Regions from separate parts of the Bos taurus genome. Here region 1 is linked to region 2. Evidence: chromatin contacts called from public Hi-C data. All regions are on one chromosome and are shown on one strand. Each heading gives the region's core, a stretch centred on a gene start, on an enhancer-like site or on the middle of the called end of the contact. The rest is flanking DNA. Distances are from core to core; before and after follow the strand shown. Region 1 holds the start of ABTB2 (ankyrin repeat and BTB domain containing 2). Region 2 overlaps ABTB2 (ankyrin repeat and BTB domain containing 2).

Region 1 (7,069 bases), core at 400-2,899, 48 kb after region 2:
AACTACAGACCCATCAAGCAAGGCAGAGGGCCACAAGGCAGTCCGCTTCACGCCAAGAGAGGTTCAGGGATGGCTTCATCAAGAGGTTCAATCAGTGAATGGCCCCCAACAGCGACAACACGACGCAGAACAGGAAGCATCAGATCAACCACTACTTTGCCCTCCGAAAGTCAGTCGCCGAAAGAACCACCTCGGGAAAGACTCCTTAATGAACTCCTCTACCCAAAGACCAAACGCTTTCTCTCAGGTCTTGAATCTCCTTGGTCCTAGGAAATTCACCCCCTGCGTAGCCCAGGTTGGACTTCCCCCCAGCCCGGTCCACGGGCCCGGAGCCCGCGAGCTTACCATTGGCGTTCTTGCCACAGATGAGATGCTCATAAGGCTGCAGGACGCCCCAGAGCTCGGCGTCATTGTTGATGACCATCTCCAGGGCCTCAGCGGACACCTCCCCGCCTCCGGCCCCTCCGCCGTCGGGGCTCTGGCTGGCGAGCACCCTGGCCCGGATCTCTTCCACCAGATTCTCCATGCAGGCGGTGAGCGAGATGGCCGCGTACTCGTGGATTCGCACGGAGATGCGGGTGTCCACCATCCAGCGAAAGAAGCGGCCCACTGAGAAGGTGAGGCCGCAGCGCGCCGACTTGCCCCGGCGCAGCCCGTCGCCCGCGCTCATGCTGTATAGGGACAGGGCCTTGACCGCGGCCAGCGCGCAGCTCTCGGCCAGTGCCCAGCTGTGCACCAGGCGCACGGCGCTTTGCACCTCGAAGCGGGTGCACTTGGCGTGCAGCACGCTCAGGCGCTGCGCCTCGCGGGCCACCCGGATGAGCGCCCGGCGGAGCAGCCCCGCCAGGCGCCTGACCGCTTCGGCGGAGAACAGGGGCTGCCGCCGGCCGCCGGCACCTTTGCGAAGGACCCGGGCCACGTCTCCCTCGGTCCAGGGGAACTCCTCCAGTTCGGGCAGGCGCGGGCAGCGCGAGAAGAGGTCGGCCACTTCGGGGTCCTCGGGGAGCACCGTGTTCACCGTGTCCCAGCTGTTGTGGCGGCTGTTCATGGAGCCGGAGTAGCACCACCAGGCCGCCCCGCGGTGTTGCTGCGCCGAAGAGTTGAGCGCCTGCGAGTTGGACTTGGAGGACGAAAGGCTGAGCGAGCGGCACGAGTCCCCGGCCCCATACCCGGAGTCCAAGGTCAAGTCCTCCAGCGTCTTCAAAGTCGAGCTGTACGTCCCGGCCATGGGGAGCCTGCCCGGGGCGGCCTCGCCGAGCGAGGGGCGCTCACAACTCCATGCGCCCTTCCCCAAGTGGGCAGAAACAAGCTCTAGGCTCTCCGGGGCGCCCTCCTTTCTCTCGGCACCGCGGGGCTCGGCGGCCGCATCGCCCGCCCGCCTACCCGGCGGCCGCAGGAAGGTGGGCGAGATTCGCGGCGGCCAGAGCCCCACGCTCCCGGCGTCCCGACTCCGAGCTGTCACTGGAACGATCCTCCGCTGCTCCTCCTCCGCAACCCGCCTGGTCCACCTCAGCTTTCCTGAAGCAGAGCGTCTATTCTCCGCAGAGAAGGGACCCCGAGAAAACAGGGCGGCGGCGATCGAGGGAGGCGGCTCCCGGCGTTGCGCGAGTCCGGGACCGACCTGCGAGAAAGCTCTCTGCAAACTTCTGCGCGGAGCCAGCCGCCTGCACAGCTGGGTACTGGGCTGCTGCCGGCATGCAAATAACCCGGGCGGCCCACCAATCATCGGCCGCGACGGGCAGGGGCTACACCAATGATCTCCCAGAGGGGCGGTCACTTTGCTGATTTCACTCTGCCGCCGGTGAAACCCAGCGCGGGCAGAGGCGGGGCTGGAGGCGGAGGGTCTGGAGAAGCCGCCGAGGGCGCGGTGGAGGAGGGGGAAAGAGATGGCGAGTGAGCGACTGGGCGGGTGGGAAAGGGGGGATCGAAACGTTAGGCTAAGGAGCTGACGAATTAAAGAAAGAGGTAAAGGAAAAGCCACTGTGCGTTGCCACCTTCCCGCCGTCCAGGCTTTGGGCGTCCGCAGCTCCTTTTCAAACCCTTTTGGTGCCAAACACCAAAGCCAGCGAGTCGAGTATGGGTAGGGAAGCAGGAGGGGTTGGGACTAGAGGAGGGAACCGAGGCCTGGGGGAGGGGACCCAAGTCAGACGCCCCACCTCGCTCTCAAGACTTTCTGCCAAGCCCCTCCCGCTTTCCCGAGACGAAACTCCAGTTGTATTTGGAGGGAGGAGTTTGCCCGTGTTTGCTTCTCTTCCCAAATTCGTCTGGTTTTCTTTACGTTGCTTTCTAGGCTCCAATCAGAATAGAAATTCTTAGTCTGGCATCTGATAAATGGACAGCCTCCAGAGGGCTGCGATTCCTCCCTCACCTCTCCCCGCCACTTGAAATATTACACACGCAGTAGTCTGAGTACTACTCCAGGGAGAAGGCCGTAACTGATCAGATTTGCAAGAGTCGGTGAATTTCCTGTTAAACTGTACAACGCCGCTTGCTGTGTTGGATCCTTCTTGTGCTTCAGTGTCCGAGTGTGTGTGCTGGGGCGGGGGCGGCGGGGGGCGGGTATTACACACGTGCGTAATGGGTGTGCGAAAATGAAAAACGTTCCTAGTTGTGGCCCGCGCTTGGAACATCTGGCTGAACGCTCCTCTTCCTAACGGTGTGCCCTCAGGCGAGCTCTCTGCCCGGCTCAGGACCCGCTTTCCTTCCGGTGTTAAATGAGAGCTGACCTCCAAGCAGCACCGTTGTAAACCTGTCTCATGCACTTGTCCAGAGGCGGTATCCAGCAGATCCATGCCCGGTCCCACCCCGGCCGGCAGCTGTCCAGTAACTATTCACAGACACGTGCACGAACGTGGACACGCCTCCTCCTGTGGAGCCACAAAAGCAAGGAGGAGATTGTGCAAGCATTTCCCCCAGGTCAGCCTCCTCCTGCGCTCTTGAATAGCTGTTTTGTACTATATCTCACAGGGTTTTGACCTTGGGCCGTGAGTTGCATACGAACTAGAAATGTCTGGTTTCTCTCTCTCCTTCTTAAATTAATTGCCCTTTGCTGGTGAAACTCCTTTTGCTTTGGCAGTTTTAACTTAATTTTGCCTTCCAGCGCATCTTTATTTATGCAATACCGCCGCTTGGTGGTTACAACTGGGAATGGCGTCAAGGCTGGAAGTATTGATACTAATGAACGATGTTAAGTCCACAGGGACCAAATCAAAAGAGGACACAAGATATGACTACATCTTCTATAACAGAGATAGGAAGTCAAAGTAGGTAAGGATATTCAATGTGATTAAAAATGTGAAAAGAAAGTTGATACGATTTAAATCTTATTCAGTTCAGTTCAGTTCAGTCGCTCAGTCGTGTCCGACTCTTTGCGACCCCATGAATCGAAGCACGCCAGGCCTCCCTGTCCATCACCAACTCTCGGAGTTCACTCAGACTCACGTCCATCGAGTCGGTGATGCCATCCAGCCATCTCATCCTCTGTCGTCCCCTTCTCCTCCTGCCCCCAATCCCTCCCAGCATCAGAGTCTTTTCCAATGAGTCAACTCTTCGCATGAGGTGGCCAAAGTACTGGAGTTTCAGCTTTAGCATCATTCCTTCCAAAGAACACCTAGGCCTGATCTCCTTCAGAATGGACTGGTTGGATCTCTTTGCAGTCCAAGGGACTCTCAAGAGTCTTCTCCAACACCACAGTTCAAAAGCATCAGTTCTTCGGTGCTCAACTTTCTTCACAGTCCAACTCTCACATCCATACATGACCACTGGAAAAACCATAGCCTTGACTAGACGGACCTTTGTTGGCAAAGTAATGTCTCTGCTTTTGAATATGCTATCTAGGTTGGTCATAACTTTCCTTCCAAGGAGTAAGCGTCTTTGAATTTCATGGCTGCAGTCACCATCTGCAGTGATTTTGGAGCCCAGAAAAATAAAGTCTGACACTGTTTCCACTGTTTCCCCATCTATTTCCCATGAAGTGATGGGACCAGATGCCATGATCTTCGTTTTCTGAATGTTGAGTTTTAAGCCAACTTTTTCACTCTTCTCTTTCACCTTCATCAAGAGGCTTTTGAGTTCCTCTTCACTTTCTGCCATAAGGGTGGTGTCATCTGCATATCTGAGGTTATTGATATTTCTCCCGGCAATCTTGATTCCAGCTTGTGCTTCTTCCAGCCCAGCATTTCTCATGATGTATTCTGCATAGAAGTTAAATAAGCAGGGTGACAATATACAGCCTTGACGTACTCCTTTTCCTATTTGGAACCAGTCTGTTGTTCCATGTCCAGTTCTAACTGTTGCTTCCTGACCTGCATACAAATTTCTCCAGAGGCAGGTCATATAATAGTAAAGCAAATGTCGCCCTCTAATGGACATTTAGAGGAAATAAATTCGGCCAAGTTTTGTTTTTTTTTAATCGGGTGTTCTTTTTTTCTTTTTAATCATTTTATTGTGCGCCTCCATAAAAAGTTAACCCTAAAATAGGTAGCAACTGGGAAGCGGCTATATAACACAAGGAGCCCAGCCTGGAACTCTGTGAGGACCTAGAGGGGTGGGATGGAGAGGGGGAGAGGGAGGATAAAGAGGGAGCGGGCATTTGTATATATTCAGACCTCCCAGGCTGCGCTTGCACCGAAGACTCAGGTGACATCTAAATGTTGTTGGGGAGGAAGGGGTTCTGACCAAGCCGAATGTGCTCCATAAAAAGGCTATTTTCTATATTTACGTTGGAGAAAAGTCACTTTAAAGACTAGTGCTGTTTGGAAGCAAAGCTTTTTCTTTTTTGTCAATGGAATGCGGTGTTTTTTTTTTTTTTTTTTTAACTATTAAATCACAAGGAATAACAGATGCTTCGATCTCCTCTTTGATAAAAGGACAGACTGAGATTTGAAAGACGTTTGCACAAATCTGTGAAACATAACCGTTCGCATTATTTTTTGTAAGCATCAGTTGCCATCATGTTTTGTAGTTTGGGTCTTGATTTCACCATTGTTGGTGAAGAAGATTTTCAACAAATATGCATTACCTGTATGAAGCTAAGGGGCTTCCTAGGTGGCTCAGTGGTAAAGTATCTGCCTGCCAATGCAGGAGACAGGGGTTCAATCCCTGGGTAGAGAAGATCCCCTGGAGAAGGAAATGGCAACCCACTCCAGTATTCTTGCCTGGAAAATTCCATGGATATAGTCCATGGGATTGCAAAGAGTCAGTCACGACTGAAAACACACACATATGTATATATCTATTTATCGCTGATTCTCCTTGTTGAATGGCAGAAACCAGCACAACATTGTAAATTAAACAAAAAATTTTTTTAATTTAAAAAGTAATAAATATGACTTAACTGGAAATTTGACACAAGGAACTTACTGAATGGAAAGGTTATCTAGGAAACTATCTGGAATGTATCTTGGAGGAAAAGAGCAAATGGGATTTATCTTAATATATTCAAGTTACTTGATGACTTGAAGTGTAAAAAGAATAAAACATTTGTTGCTGTTGTTCAGTCGCTAAGTTGTGTCCGACTGTTTGCGACCACATGGAATACGCCATGCCAGACTCACCTGTACTTCTCTGTCTCCCAGAGTTTGTTCAGATTCATGTCCACTGAGTCAGTGATACCATCTAACATCTCATCCTCTGATGCTCTCTGCCCCTCTCCTCCTGCCTTCAATCTTTCCCAGCATCAGGGTCTTTTCCAATCAGTCAGCTCTTTGCAACAGGTGGCCAAAGTATTGGTGCTTCAACTTCAGCATCAGTCCTTCCAGTGAATATTCAGGGTTGATTTCCTTTGGGATTGACTGGTTTGATCTCCTTGCTGTCCAAGGGTCTCTCAAGAGTCTTCTCCAACACCACGATTCAAAAACATCACTTCTTTGGTGCTCAGCCTTCTTTGTGGTTCAAAAGATGTCAAAGCTATGACAAACCTGCTGCTGCTGCTAAGTCGCTTCAGTTGTGTCCGACTCTGTGTGACCCCATAGACGGCAGCCCACCAGGCTCCCCCGTCCCTGGGATTCTCCAGGCAAGAACACTGGAGTGGGTTGCCATTTCCTTCTCCAATGCATGAAAGTGAAAAGTGAAAGTGAAGTCTCTCAGTCGTGTCCGACTCTTAGTGACCCCATGGACTGCAGCCCACCAGGCTCCTCCATCCATGGGATTTTCCAAGCAAGAGTACTGGAGTGGGGTGCCAACCTAGACAGCATATTAAAAAGCAGAGACATTACTTTGCAGTCAAAGGTCCATATAGCCAAAGCTATGGTTTTTCCAGGATTCATGGACGGATGTGAGAGTTGAACCATATAGATATTTTTCTTGATATCCTTGCTTTTCTCTATGATCCAGTGAATGCTGGCAATTTGATCTCTGGTTCCTTTCTGTTTTCTAAATCCAGCTTGTACATCTGAAAGTTCTTGGTTCATTTACTGCTGAAGCCTAGCTTGTGGGATTTTGAGCATTACTTTGCTAGCATGTGAAATGAGTGCAATTGTACAGTAGTTTGAACATTCTTTGGCATTGCCTTTCTTTGGAATTGGAATGAAAACTGACCTTTTCCAGTCCTATGGCCACTGCTGAATTTTCCAAATTTGTTGGCATATTGAGTGCAGCACTTTACTAGCATCATCTTTTAGGATTTAAATAGCTCAGCTGGAATTCAATCACCTCCACTAGTTTTGTTTGTTATAATGCTTTCTAAGGCCCACTTGATTTCATATTGCAGGATGTCTCACTCTAGGAGAGTGACCACACCATCATGGTAATCTGGGTCATTAAGACCTTTTTTGTATAATTTTCCTGTGTATTCTTGCCACCTCTTTTTAATCTCTCCTGCTTCTGTTAGGTCCTTACCATTTCTGTCTTTTATCGTGCCTATCCTTGCATGAAATATTCCCTTTATATCTCCAATTTTCTTGAGATCTCTCTCTTTCCCATTCTGTTGTTTCCCCCTATTTCTCTGCATTGTTCATTTAGGAAGGCCTTCTTATCTCTCCTTGCTATTCTCTAGAACTCTGCATGAAAGTGAAAGTGTTAGCCGCTCAGTCGTGTCTGACTCTTTGCTACCCTACGGATTGTAACTGCC
Region 2 (6,528 bases), core at 2,417-4,916:
TTCGCATGAAATGACTGTGAATCATAAACTTTTCAAGTTGGTTTGTGTACATTTCCTGTCCATCAGAAAGCTAGAATAAAATAAGCTACAAGGATATACTTTACCATGTAGGAAGTACAGCCAGTATTTTGCAAAAACTATAAATGGAGTATAACTTTAAAAATTGTGAAAATCACCGTGTTGCACACCTGTAACATATAACACTGTATATCAACTGTACTTCAAGTTTAAAAAATCTAAAGGGGAAAAAAAGTTAGCATAAACAAGCTTAAATTGGAATAATCACATCAACCAGCAGAGCATGAAGGCCTAGCCTCAAAGCTGAAAGGGAGAGAAGGGGGAAAAGGCCTGTGAACTTTGTTGCACACATATGTTTTAGCACCATTCTCTCTGTCTACAACCCAAAGAGGGATCCACCTCTGAGGATTCAGAAGTCTTCCGTTTCTCCTCACTCTGGAACCCTTAACATTAGAAAACATTTCAACATGTTTGTATGCTCAGAGCATAAAGTTTGGCAAATCGCAGAAAGTATAGCTAGAACCCTTAACATTAGAAAACATTTCAACATGTTTGTATGCTCAGGGCATAAAATTTGGCAAATCGCAGAAAGTATAGGGAAGAAAACAAAAACTATGTGTGTTTCCACCATCCTGAGATAATCACTGATAACACTTTGGCCTAGTTTCATACATAAGACATTCATGTATATTTTCCTAGAAGTGGACCACAGCATACAGGGTCCTGTCTCTGCCCTCTTGTCTCCCATCTCTGGACATTTGGGGAGCATTTTCCTATGCCATGAGGCGTCCATCAAAAATATAATTTTTAATGGATGGTGGTCACAGCTGTACATCATTGAGTGAGTCTAATGCTACCAAACTGTACACCTGAAAATGTTTATGTTTAAAACGCTAAATTTTGTTATGTACATTTTACTACAATAACAAAAATACAAAATCTCTCCCTGACTTTACTAAAATTAAACTCTTACCTTCCTATCGGAAACCTAGATAAATTCAAACCTGTCAATGGACGTTCTACCGGGGAAACTTGACAACAGGCATTCCTGCATAAACATCTCTGGCGTGAGAAGGCCTGCTGATTCTCCACGCCCCAGAGAGGGGCTGACTACAGCCGGAAAGATTACTAAGGCCTGAAATCAACTTGGCCTGCCTGCTATTTCTGTCAGCAACTTGTGCCAGTGCTTGTGAAAATCTGGGGGCAGCAAGCAAAGCAAGATGCTCCCTGTGACCAGCTAATGCTATGGAGCCTCCAGCCCTCAGAAACCAGACCTACTGAAGCCTGGTACTCAGAGCCCCAATCAGGAGAGCTGGGACATTTCTGCCAGTTGGTTTATTACCCAGACACATTACAGATTCACCAGGGGGTTCTAAGCTACCCAGGGGTCTGGAGCTATCAAGCCTCCAGTCGTAAATGGAACCTTATCTGCGGATCTGTATCTTGGGTTGTTGGTGCTTCTCTTTGAGGGTTAAGATGGGCATCTGATAAGGCACCTCCAATTCAATTTCCTGTCTCTGGCAGATATATTCCTGATGGGTTTCATTCTCAACTTTCTTGTCCTCTGATTTCAGGCAGAGGCCCCAGGACACTTTCTCAGGTCTTTCCCAAATAGACAAACCACACACTTAGCATCTCGCCTTCCCCACAATCTTACTGGACTGTGGTATTTATGAATATGACAGTGTCAACTCACTTCATTGGTCAAGAGGGAGAGCCACAGGAAGGGGTGCAAAGGTCACTTCCTGTGCTGAGTGTTTCCTCAGAGTGGCACCCAACCGCAGCCAGCCAACCGTCAACCAAGGATTGCTTACAAACGTTTCCTTTTTAACTCCATCTTCCTTTTCTATCAACCAGTCAAGCACTGTCACCATGATAAGAGGATTGGAAACAGCCTCCCTACATCCAAGGCGACAGGAATCGACTGCAAGGAAGATGTGAGTGGCATGGTGTGCAAGCTTCCTGTCGAGAGGAGGAAGAGATCAAATGCTTTCATTTTCAATTGCTAGCGCCAGTGCACACTCTATCCTTTTCAGTGGAGTTGCACTTTAAACGCATTTAACATACATGAATGCAAATATAACACGTGAAGGAAACAACACTAGTGGTAAATACTTACATGAATCTAACGGGGAGCCAGCACTGCTCCAAGCACTTCCTATACGTGAGTTCATTTAATCTTCCTAATAACTTATTAGGTAGGCATGACTCCCATTTCACAGATGAAAAAACAACATAGAGGTCAAGTAACCTGTCCATGGACACGTAGATCGGAGGTGGCGGGGCCAGGATTTGAACCCAGCAATGCAATTGCAGAGGGTTCTTAACCAACCACATGGCCACAGAGGCTCTGTTGACGGGCGTTTGCACTGCCCTTCCCTTCAAAGGGCGTAGGCCCCAGGGTGAACATGGACAGGACCATGAACCTGTGCTCCCTGTTGGTCCAGTTTCCAGGTGCCTCATGTAGTATACCATAGAAGGCAGTGGCACCCCACTCCAGTACTCTTGCCTGGAAAATCCCATGGATGGGGGAGCCTGGTGGGCTGCCGTCTATGGGGTTGCACAGAGTCGGACACAACTGAAGCGACTTAGCAGCAGCAGCAGCAGCAGCATGTAGTATACATTCCAAGCCACTGAAAAAATTTTCTGCAGAAAAATGTTGGCCACGAATGAACTTTGCTGTGTCCACTGACATCAGAGCCTCACCCCTGAGTAAGGTTAGGACTCGTGGGAGAGCATCTGAGACATCTACTGCTGCTGCTGCTGCTAAGTTGCTTCATTCGTGTCCGACTCTGTGCGACCCCAAAGACGGCAGCCCACCAGGCTTCCCCGTCCCTGGGATTCTCCAGGCAAGAACACTGGAGTGGGTTGCCATTTCCTTCTCCAATGTGTGAAAGTGAAAAGTGAAAGTGAAGTTGCTCAGTCATATCCGACTCTTAGCGACCCCATGGACTGCAGCCTACCAGGCTCCTCCGCCCATGGGATTTTCCAGGCAAGAGTACTGGAGTGGGGTGCCATCGCAGAGTTAGGACTAACTGCAGAGCACCCATATCGGAACACACATCTCAGGCTCAAGAAAACGTGGACTTTGCTGCACTTGATTTGGAAGAGCTCCTTGCATCTGAAAGTTAAAATCAAAATGTCTAAGTCTCCACACTAAACTCAGCGACACACCCAAGAGACCTCTGGGGCCATTGGTTAATGGCAGTGTTTTCCTGAAACATGTGAGAGGGGAAGCCTTTATCAGACAAGCTGATCTGTCTCGCACTTAGCTGTCTTCTCTCCAAAAAAGAACACCCTGCAACATTTGACGTGATACTCACAAAAGCATCACCACTGAAGTAGTAATACCACATGGACCTCTTTTCCAGCAAACTGAAAAGGTGAGTCAACAGAGCAGTTGGTTGTTTTGGTTTTTTTTTTGCCTTCCTGGCAGAAAATAATCTTGCAAGTCACATAAATGAATATTCTTCTGGTGGCTTTGAGGCTTCACCGGAAATGAATGAAGTAAAAGAAGAGGAGGCTTATGATAAAGACCTGCTATCTCAGTATATTTCATTCATGATGATTTCTGCCTTCAGAGACCGTTAAAGGACGGGGCAAAAGGACTAGAATGTTACTTCACCCACATACCCTTCACCTAGATTCACAAGTTGTTAATAGGTTACCATGTTTATTTTTCCTTTTTTGCTGAACCATTTGAAAGGTGAAGACACTCGGCTTCCTCTACTGATAATTTAGCATGTATCACCTAACATGAGAGACATTCTTCTGTATAAGACTGCCAGGACTTCCCTGGTGGCCCAGTGGTTAATACCTGCACGTCCACTGCAGGAAGCATGGGTTCAAACCCTGGCTGAGAAACTAAGATCCCCGCATGCTGCACAGTGCAGCTGAAAAAATAGACCGCCATTCTCAAGAAAGTGCATATTGACACAGTAATGTTATCTAATGTTTATTTTTACATCATGTTGACTTGTGATACAATTATAATTAATGATATATTAACGTTATAAGGTAAATATATGTACTTGGAATATAATTATATTTACTTCTGAGAGTCAGTAAAATCTCATTTAAATAAAACGAAACAACTTGGAATCACTATTAGAGGGAAAAATAATTCTATAATGTACCAGAGCGCACTAAGTACAACAATACTGCGAGTAAAATAACTTTCATACGATGGATAAATATTTGCATGATATTAAACTAATTTTCTCATTATTCAACACTGTAGACCCCACACGGGGATAAGCTCAACGCACCTCCGACCCCAGCACACATCTGGGAGATTGTTTTTAAAAGGCATTCCATCATTTGCTTGTGTCCCTGCCTTTTGCCATGTGGTTCAAAAGTACTTCTTCAGGGAAAACAAGACTGGAAGGTGAACTGTTTCCTTTAGTTGTTGTTTTTTTTCCTTTTCATAAATAAATACTACTTTATAATATTTAGGAAATCTCGCTATATGAGAGTTTGGATGAGCTCAACACATAGGAGCACTCAGAAGGGCCTCATGACTGACTCACAGCTTGCGTGCTTAGTTTTCCAGCCACAGCAATAAATGACAACTAACATGTTAATAGCATGAGAAGATGAGAGAGGACTTAAAGAAAAAAGCAGAACAAAGCTTTAATCAGGACTCTACGGGGCCACTGAGAGTGAGATTGACTTTCCTATAGGCAGCCCTGAATGATCCACTTATTCAGAGCTTGGTAGCCTAAGAACTCTTACAATGACATCCCGAGTCAGCAGGTATCATCCCCCAGACTTCCTCCTGGTGCTGCCAGAACAGTGTGACAGCATCCCATGCTCGCTCTGCTTCAAAAGGGTCTCCAACAGAAGTTCAAAACAACTAGGTCATTTCTCTAAAGTACCCACAAGATCAGGACCAAGAAATGACTAATGCTGTTCTCTCACCCAGGTCACAGTTTATCCCTCTGTCTTCCCTAATCTCCTCATGTGCATGACCCACATTACCTCTACACCCTAAAACTCTTGCGTAACTCCACACCCCACGTACCTAGAACCCAGCTCTTCAGCAGTCTTCACCATCCAGCATCCAGCCATGATCAGGAAACGATGGAAAAGAGTCTAAGCTATCAACAGAAATGCCATAACCAGACTTCCCTGGTGATCTAGTGGTTAAGAATCTGCCTGCCAATGCTGGAGACATGGGTTTGATCCCTGGTCTGGGAAGATTCCACATACCACGGGACAACTAAACCTGTGTGCTATAACTATTGAGCCTACACTCTAGAAATGCCATGACCCCCATTCACGGCTCTGAGAAAGCTCTTCAGACTCACACCACAATTCTTTCCTTTCATATATGTTCAAGAGTGTGATTTCCTTGGGGACACAGATCATGCTCTCTGGGTCTAAAGTCTGGCTCCACAGTAGATGAATCTCTAGGAGGTACAACACAGTGAAATTAAAAAGCTGGGTCTTTTGGAATTGATGTTGTCAGGAAAGTTACTTCACTACTCTGAGTTTTCATTTCCTTATTCTTAAAATACAGTCTAAAACTTTTCTCTAAGGGTATTGTGAGATAAGAGATTATACACTGAGCCACGGAGCACTGCGGTTAAGACGGGCTCTGGAGCCAGACTACCTGCCGGGGACTGAATATCAGCCCAGCACCTTTTGCTCTGTGACCCTGGACAAGTCGCTTTACTTCTCTGTGCCTCAGCGTCCTCTCTGGCAGGATGGGGATAATAACAGCACCTACCTCATAGACGACTATGAGGATGACCTGAGTGGACACATGTGATGAGATGAGATCACCTAGTGTACAGCAAGCAATCCATGAATGCTATTACTAACCACTGTGAGTACCTGTGGCCTTCCCTGGAGGCTCAGCAGTAAAGAATCTGCCTGCCAATGCAGGAGGTGCAGGTTCAACCCCTGGATCACAAAGATCCCCAGGAACAGGAGATGGCAACCCACTCTTTTTAGTATTCTTGCCTGGGAAATCCCATGCACAGAGGAGACTGGTGGGCTACAGTCCATGGTGTTGCAAAGAGTCAGACTCAACTTAGCAACTAAACAACAACAATTAGTATACAGTACATGTACACTTCCCAGCCGCTTATCACCCGACACAAGCAGATATTCAAAAGAGTCTATTAACTGAAAGGAAGCTGGCTGGTTTTGTTTCTCAGACCGCAGCTTGTTCACAGCAGCCAGAAATGGTAGCTAACAGCTTTATAAAGGCTGAAAAATGAGAAAGCTAGTATAAAAAATGTAAAACAAGACTGAACGTGGGGCTGTTTAGTATTGGAGTCAACCCCAGGTCACATCTTGGGGTGCCTGAGTGAATCACTCCCTTACAGCAAGCACAGGGCTGTAAAAATACTACACGACAACCTTGAGTCATCAAGAACACTCACATCTGCTCTGCTCGGTCTGTTCAAGAAAACAAAACTGTGTGAAATGCTTTAAAAAGCCTCTGGCCCTCAAGAGTTAAGCAGTTTTACTATTAACGATGAAGTTCGGGCACTTATAAGA

Evidence for each region. Hi-C and Micro-C count contacts between places; a contact is called where the count stands out from the background.
Region 1: a Hi-C map of liver shows a contact between it and region 2, with 8 times the contacts expected there. The contact joins the promoter of ABTB2 here to the enhancer-like site in region 2. A contact is called at or near these places in 3 of 11 Hi-C or Micro-C datasets (liver, skeletal muscle and an unstated tissue).

Annotation. Positions count from the first base shown.
Region 1 is chr15:64,931,037-64,938,105 of ARS-UCD2.0, forward strand. It overlaps ABTB2 (ankyrin repeat and BTB domain containing 2), which reads right to left and starts at 1,650. Exons shown (of 17, transcript XM_003587004.6): 1 at 346-1,650. The coding sequence starts at 1,228. It overlaps LOC132342356 (a long non-coding RNA gene), which reads right to left and starts at 338. Exons shown (of 2, transcript XR_009490698.1): 1 at 1-338.
Region 2 is chr15:64,881,060-64,887,587 of ARS-UCD2.0, forward strand. The region is part of intron 1 of ABTB2 (ankyrin repeat and BTB domain containing 2); the gene reads right to left. All of the region lies in intron 1 of LOC132342356 (a long non-coding RNA gene), which reads right to left. Among named protein-coding and RNA genes, the nearest start is that of ABTB2, 48 kb to the right of the region's middle. Within about 2 kb of position 3,667, at least 6 of the 102 cell types and tissues checked have an H3K27ac peak or open chromatin away from gene starts, as enhancers often do. A contact at or near this core is called in liver, where this site is marked.